Linked DNA regions of Mus musculus: region 1 is linked to region 2. The links are chromatin contacts, called in public promoter capture Hi-C maps. All regions are on one chromosome and are shown on one strand. The core of a region is the stretch at or near the end of the contact, and the rest is flanking DNA. Distances in the headings are between cores, read along the strand shown.

Region 1 (3,388 bases), core at 209-2,708, 180 kb after region 2:
AAACCACGAAGCATCTGATTTTGTGTGTGTAACAGGGTTTCGAGCAAGGAAAACCTACTGAGGCTCATGGAGTGAGCCTGCTATCTAGGGTTGCCAACTGGAATGCAGAGTTCCGCTCTTGCGGAAGAGATCCTACCATGTGACTCCATGTGACATTCTGTGGTGTTTCCACGCCTGGTTTTACTTTTTGCCTTCTCTGAGCAGTCCTCCCTGGTTGATTCCTCAACACAGTTTCTTAGAACATTTACAAACGGTGCTCTTCTCTTACCACTAGTAGTTGCTGTGCCATATTGTTTTTTTTTTTTTGGTCTGTTTGTTTTCCTCTTTTTATTTATCAGCTATTGTTGTGAGTCTTTAGGAATTGATTGGCTTTACCTTTGATAACCACTTTGTAATGTCCTTATGCCTGCTGATAAGGCAACCACGTGACTTACACGTAGCATATGTTCAGTAAATATGTATGTCCAATAAAACTCTTTGATTACACAACCGCTTGAGACTGTTCCCCCCACCCTACCCCCCACCGTCCCAAATGGCCTGGTACTTAATGAGTGAGCTACATAGAACTGACCCATTTCTACAAATGCTGCTTCCTTGACCTGCATTACCATAAGTTATGTAAAACAAGTTCCTCTTGCTTCGTTCTCTTTGTTCACCTTCCCACCCTGCTCCACTATAACTTCTAAGTGGGGAGTTACAGTAGCCCTTGGAAGAAGGCTTGCAGAGAAGAAACATCAGAATTAGAATATGTGGGACTCTGGTGGTGAGGAGATCCATTTAAACTGAAGCTAGGTCAAGTGAAATTCTCTGCAGGTGGACACTACTTTCTGGCTCGTCATTACCCATTGGCATGGAGAGGCTGCAAAAGAAGTTCTCATCTCATTCCTTAGAAATAACAGAATAAGTAAATACAGCTGTCAAGACAGCTCAATGGGTAAAGGTTCTTGTCATTTTGGCCAGCCTGATGACCTGAGTTTGATCCCAGGGTCCTGTGATTTTTGCAAGTCATTCTCCGACTTCCACATGTGCCTTGGCACCCAGGCACACAATTGAATAAGAAGACAGATAAATTAAAAAAAAAGAAAGAATGAGCCACAAATCCCTCTGGCGCCAAAGTAGAGACTAGCTCATAATTTCCTGGCCACTTTCTCAGTATGGTTTTCTCCAAATTCATAGTTACAGGTAAAATGCAACAATAGTCCTTTAAAACCATAAACAATGGTGGCACAAGTTTGCATGTTGTCACCCCTGTTCTAATTACACCAGAGAAGATACAACACAGACTCTCCTGTGATCATCTGAGATAAAGATGAAGAACCGAAGGGCAAACAAGTGACTCACTTTAATGGATTCACTTCAGACAAGAGAAACCTGTAATTTCTCTTAGGCGTGCTTGACAGACCCACTGTGGGGGTGAATCACAGCCTTACACAATCCTCGAAGCTGTGGGCTGCTTTGCAGTGGCCAGATTGGCTTCTCATTACAGGCAGTTGCTTCTCACCCGGGCCTTCGGGACTTCCTTTTCAAAAGATGGAGTCGGGCTGCTATCACTGAAGGGGGCTGAAGGGTTTCAGCGCCGAGACGTGATGGTGAGGCACCATCGTAGGGAGTTCAATGCTGACTTTCCTGCTAGGTGACTATCGGTCTCTGGGCTGCTAGATCTACTTCCTGGATGCGTGAGTACATGGCCCATGGTATTAGCCTTTCCTAAAATAAGGAGCTGATTGTTTTCTGCACCTGTTCCAGAACGGGGTAGATATGTGGTTGGGCTAGAGTTTTCTGGAGTACTTGACTCTGTAGTGTCTCCTCCTTAATGCTTTTTCAAACTTGACTAACCTCAAAGTTAGAATGTCTATTTGATATTTGTTTTTCTTCATGGAGTCATCTGCCAGGCTAGAATTGCTCACTCCTCGGAGTGAAAACATCAAACGCCCTGTCAGGCAACCGAACTTACTGCCTCTGCACTGACTTCATGCCAGATAACTTTCAGTTCTCTTCCTTTAGCTGGAATGCAAAGCTTGAACATTCTGTTTTCTTCCTCTCGTTAACCTGCCAAATTGTCTTTAAAGCAAGGTAAAGGAAAACACTACTTCCTGTTACTGCTGCAAACCCTTCCTAAAGCATCACTCTGGTGTGAGTGGTCAGTGTGGGCTGCTTGCAGGCCTGTGCTCTGGATGCAGGAGACTTAGACTCTTGATTCATTGGGTGTTATTATTTTTTGGCTATATGTTTAGGGGCAGTACTCCGGTGAGTTTCCTCCATAGAACAGAGATATCACCAGCACTATTAATTACGTTATAATTATTAAAGTATTAAGATAGTGGGCGCAATGAAAATGCCTTTCAACTCTGAACTTTTGTGATTCTTGGGAGCCACCAGCATTGGAATCCAGCTACAAAGCAATGGGGGCAAATCATTTAAAATAAGCAAGAAGAGATGGGTCTGATTCTGTTCTAGTAGTTCTCTGTAGATGCCTTTCCACCAAGGCTCCACACCTCATCCATGCTGAAAGAGAACCACTAAGTCAGTAAAAGTGAGCCTGTAGATTCAATGACTGAGGTCAAGATAGAAACAACTTACTTAGCCATCCGATGTTATAATCAAAGTTGCAATTACACGAGTAGAGTAAAATATACAGTTATTGAATTAGGCTTAGGTGAGTGCATGTGCACACACACACACACACACACAGACAGAGACAGACAGACACACACACACCCCTCACTCTTGAATTCCTCATTCTCCAGTTAACCTTTCTGAATTAGTCATTCCCATAAGACAGTAGGATGGATTAAGGAGTATGAAGCCAGTTGTCTACACAAGCAGGAATGTGTGCCCCTCTCACCCTGTGTACATCCCTGGAGAGGAGAGAACAGACAAGTGAGAGCTCACGTAGTAGTTCTTCACCACGGTCTACAGGACAATTCTTGGCCTGACCTTTTCTTATTTTCCTTGGGAGCCCGATGCTGGCTCTCACCTGGCGTGTTGAGACGTGTGAGGAGCACCTCCATGTGTGTGACTCATCCTGTAGCTTCACCCAGCAAGTGACAGGAGCGCGTTCCAGGACCCAGACAGACTGGTTATCGTTTGGAATTACATCTCACTCAGAAACTGGGTTCTGTGTACAGAGAGCATAGAACAAATAGAACAAATAGGAGGAAGTGTTGAGGAACACAGGGCTCTTCTGGTCTTTTCAGAGGGTCAGGGTTTCATGATCCTTATCTTAAAATGGAGATAGCGCAGAGACACATGCATATTAATGGCACTGCCTTCTCATCCTGTTTCGATTCCCTCCCCTCCCTTCCCTTCCCCTCCCTTTTCTTCTTTCCTTTCTTTCTTCCTTCCTTCCCCTATATCTCTTCCTGAATGATGAAACTTCATGGAACTT
Region 2 (3,493 bases), core at 9-2,508:
TCTCTACTCTTGTTCTACACTGTAAATAAACATTTCTTTTAACACATTAACTGCTAAAGCTCCAGTCAGGTTCATTCACCCAGGGACCTACAAAAAAATAAACGGCAGAGCTGAGTTTCAGAGACCCAAGTCGGCCTGGTTCCAACGGGCAAAGCAGTTTAAGTGTCCGGTAGCTGTGAGAATTCAAAGGCGTAATTTCTTGAAAAAAAAAAAAAAAACAAAAAACCAACACTAGGCACAATAGTTGGCAGTCAACACGTTGCTCCCCCATACTTGCTCAGGCCTTGAAGTTGACTTTTTCAAATAGGAGGGGAGGAAAATTAAGGTCATATTAATTAAATTTGTCAATAAGTTGAAGAAAGCTCGTGTTTGATTACAATAATCCTACGCCGGCCTTCATATTGACTCTAGAGGAAAAAAAAAATAATGCCTGGCAATGTTTCAAACCACGATGCCTAATTTAGAACGATTTCTATTTCAAAAGAGGGTGTAGGAAGTCATCTTTGGCCAACAAGAGACTCAAGGAATACAATAATGTATGCCTATGAAAAATTCACTGCGTTTCTCACCCACCCCAAAGAAAAACATTGCTTTTGACCCGCAGGGAACTCTGTAGGTGAACTGTGGGGTCCCCACATTTGCGGGGGGGGGAAGGGGACCCCGCCTTGAACTTCGAAGTTCTCGCTCCCATAGCTGTTCTCTTTTAGATCTCTCACAAGCGACACCTTTGCAAAAAAAAAAAATAAATAAAAAAGAAAGAAAAAAGAAAGTGGGGTAACCGGGGCTCATTTTGCAGAACCCCTTTGGTATCTGTATGGGCCGGGCAGCCAGCTGTGTCGTACACCCCAGGGAGACCAAGTGCCCGCAGCCCGCCACACCTGGAGGATGGTGGCGCGCGCCCCCGCGTGACGTCACCGCACCTGGCACCAGCTGCCGGAGCCTGGGTGGCGCGCGCGGGGGCCGCAGGGGGCGTGGCCGGGAATCCCAGATCGTTCTCGCGAGATTTCGCCCCAGCCGGGTCCCGACTCTCTTCACACTGGGCCCGTGGCTTGCCACCGCGTTCTCGAGCGTGGCGCGCTCCGCCTCCGAGGGAGCGGGTGCGGGCTGACCGTGCGAGACCCCGCCAAGTGCCTCAGCCAGCTGCGAGCGGAAGCGGCCCGGGAGCGTGGCTGAGTGCGCCCTGTGCTCAGGCGCGGACCCCGTTCTCCACCCCCCCTCCCACCCCCGCCTGCCGGGGCTGCGGCCGAGGCCGGGCGTGAGGAGCGGCCAAGCGCGCCGCGGGCGGATGGAGTCGCTTCCCCGCCGCGCCTGAGCCGGTGCACAGAAGGGGCCGCGGGGCCGCGCTCTCCCCGCCAGAGCCGCAGCATGGGTAAGCACTACCGCGCCGGCCACTGGGCTCCTCGCACGCGGGTCGGCTCCAATCGGGCTCTCCCCTCGTCGGTCCTTGTGCGGGACAGCGGGGCTCGAACCCGTGACCCGTTGCCCTGCGCCCTCTGGGAGCCCCTGACTTCCATGGGGGAGGGCGATCGCGAACTTGAGAAAGTGGCACTTGCAGCTCTGCTACTCGGTGGCTTGGTACAGATTGGTTTAAAAAAGAATGCACTCACACCCCCACATCTACTATGCACGCGCACACACACACACACACACACACACACACACACACACACACACACAGACATTTTGTCATAGAGAATTGGAAGCACAGGAAGAAACTTAATTCTCTTTGCGATCGGCTGGGCTTTTTGGCAGTGATTTGTGACTTCTCTCCCCTTCCTCTTTTCGTGGGTCAGTTTTTTGAAATCGTTTTTCCTGGTATTCGTCGTCTGCCTTGTCAGGTGTGTTGGCACCTAGCAGCGCGGCGAATTTCCTCCTCCTGAGGACTGGGTTAGGGGTTCGGTTATTCTAGGATTCCCAGTTGGAACCTCTGGAGGAGCTGTTTGCTGTTTCCTGTTTGGAGGGAGACTTCCTTCTTGGAGGCGAGCAAAAGTACCGGGGCCACAAGGTTGTTTTTCTGTGCGTTCTTCAGGTTTTCGTTTGGAGTCAGAGAGAGAGAGAGCAAGCGTCGCAGCGGACTTCTTTGAAAAGGAGTTTTGTTCAGTGGTGTAACAGTTCTTTTGATAAGTTGCGTCTGGGCTAGACACGAGCTCCCTCGAATGGTTATAATTTAAAAGTAAAGTAAAAGTATGTTTCTCCCCCGCCCCCCCGCCCCCAGCTTGGTGTTACCACAAGGCAAAAAGTGTAAGACCAGTATTTGGTTTTGTGGTATAAATCAGAAAGACATTATCACGTTCTCACTCCAGAGTCGATGCTGCTTAAAACCATTACTGAAATTAATAATTCAGGAAACTAGCGGATGATTTAGAAGCCCAACAAAAACAGGAGCTCTGCTGATGTGGCACCCCGTGCCCACACTTTGTTTTGTGGGAGACAAATTTAGCTAGTGTTTACAGACACTGGCTATTCTGTTTTCTTAGAGCTTCTAATTTTATTCTCCCTCCGCTTCCCTCCTGCTTTGTGTACCTTTTATACACCAAGTGCTTTTTGACTCAGGAGACAAACATTTGCTGTTAGGGACTTTGAAATGAATTCCTTTCCACTTGATTAGTTGAGTTTACGGGGTAATTGCAGGCTTATTCTAAAGCATCAAAAGCTAGCTTAACTGATTGGGATGAAAAGCTAAAATTAAGTATACAATTCTTATCTGTCTTAAGTCAGGATGCAGAATGTAATTAAACATCTTTTGATGGTCCAGAGTCATCATTTTGTGACTTTGAGTTGCTGTGAGCCCTTTTAACCACCTTGGATCTTGTATACTGTTGGACCAGGTGCTAAACAACAGACAGTTCTTTGCAGTTTGCAGTTATTTTAAGTACCCGTCCTTGGAACTGCTGGTTATCCGATGGGCTTGAAACTATGATTAGTATCGCCTTTCACCTTCCCCGTTCTCTCTCTCTCTCTCTCTTTTAAACCGTGGAGATCATTTAAATTTGTGATTTTTGCATAGGGGAAAATCAGTAGGTCTATACTTGAGTATAAGGTCTTCTCCTTCTCTCTTTCTGTCTCTGTCTCTTCACCTCCTCTCCCTGTCTTTGTCTCTGTCTCTGTCTCTTCTCTTCAGGTTCTTACAGTGTAGTTCTGGATATCCTGGCACACACTCTATAGATCAGGCTAGTTTTGAACTCACAGAGATCCACCTACCTCTGCCTCCCAAATGCTAAGATTAAAGTCACTATACCCAGCTAAGGTGTTTTTGTTTTTGTTTTTGTTTTTCCAGTAGAGTTTTTCTCTATAGCCCTGGCTGTCCTGGAACTCATTGTACTCTCTAGACCAGGCTGGCCTCAAACTCAGAAATCCTGCCTGCTTCTGCCTCCCAAGTGCTGGGATTAAAGGCGTGAGCCACCACTGTCCTGCCCGGGCCCCTGCTAAGGTTTTAAGGAAAGTATGGAAAGTATTTTACATTATAATACCTGTATTTACTGTCCACACGCCG

The links. Promoter capture Hi-C pulls out the DNA fragments that hold promoters and counts their contacts.
Region 1: a contact with region 2 is called in a promoter capture Hi-C map of second pharyngeal arch cranial neural crest. The contact joins the promoter of Adgrf4 here to the promoter of Cd2ap in region 2. A contact is called at or near these places in 3 of 39 promoter capture datasets (cranial neural crest, frontonasal cranial neural crest and second pharyngeal arch cranial neural crest) and 2 of 484 Hi-C or Micro-C datasets (the G1E-ER4 cell line and the N1E-115 cell line).

What each region holds. Positions count from the first base shown.
Region 1 is chr17:42,690,354-42,693,741 of GRCm38.p6, reverse strand. It overlaps Adgrf4 (adhesion G protein-coupled receptor F4), which reads left to right and starts at 1,458. Exons shown (of 10, transcript NM_030067.2): 1 at 1,458-1,676.
Region 2 is chr17:42,874,189-42,877,681 of GRCm38.p6, reverse strand. Cd2ap (CD2-associated protein) reads left to right here and starts at 1,258. Exons shown (of 18, transcript NM_009847.3): 1 at 1,258-1,369. The coding sequence starts at 1,366.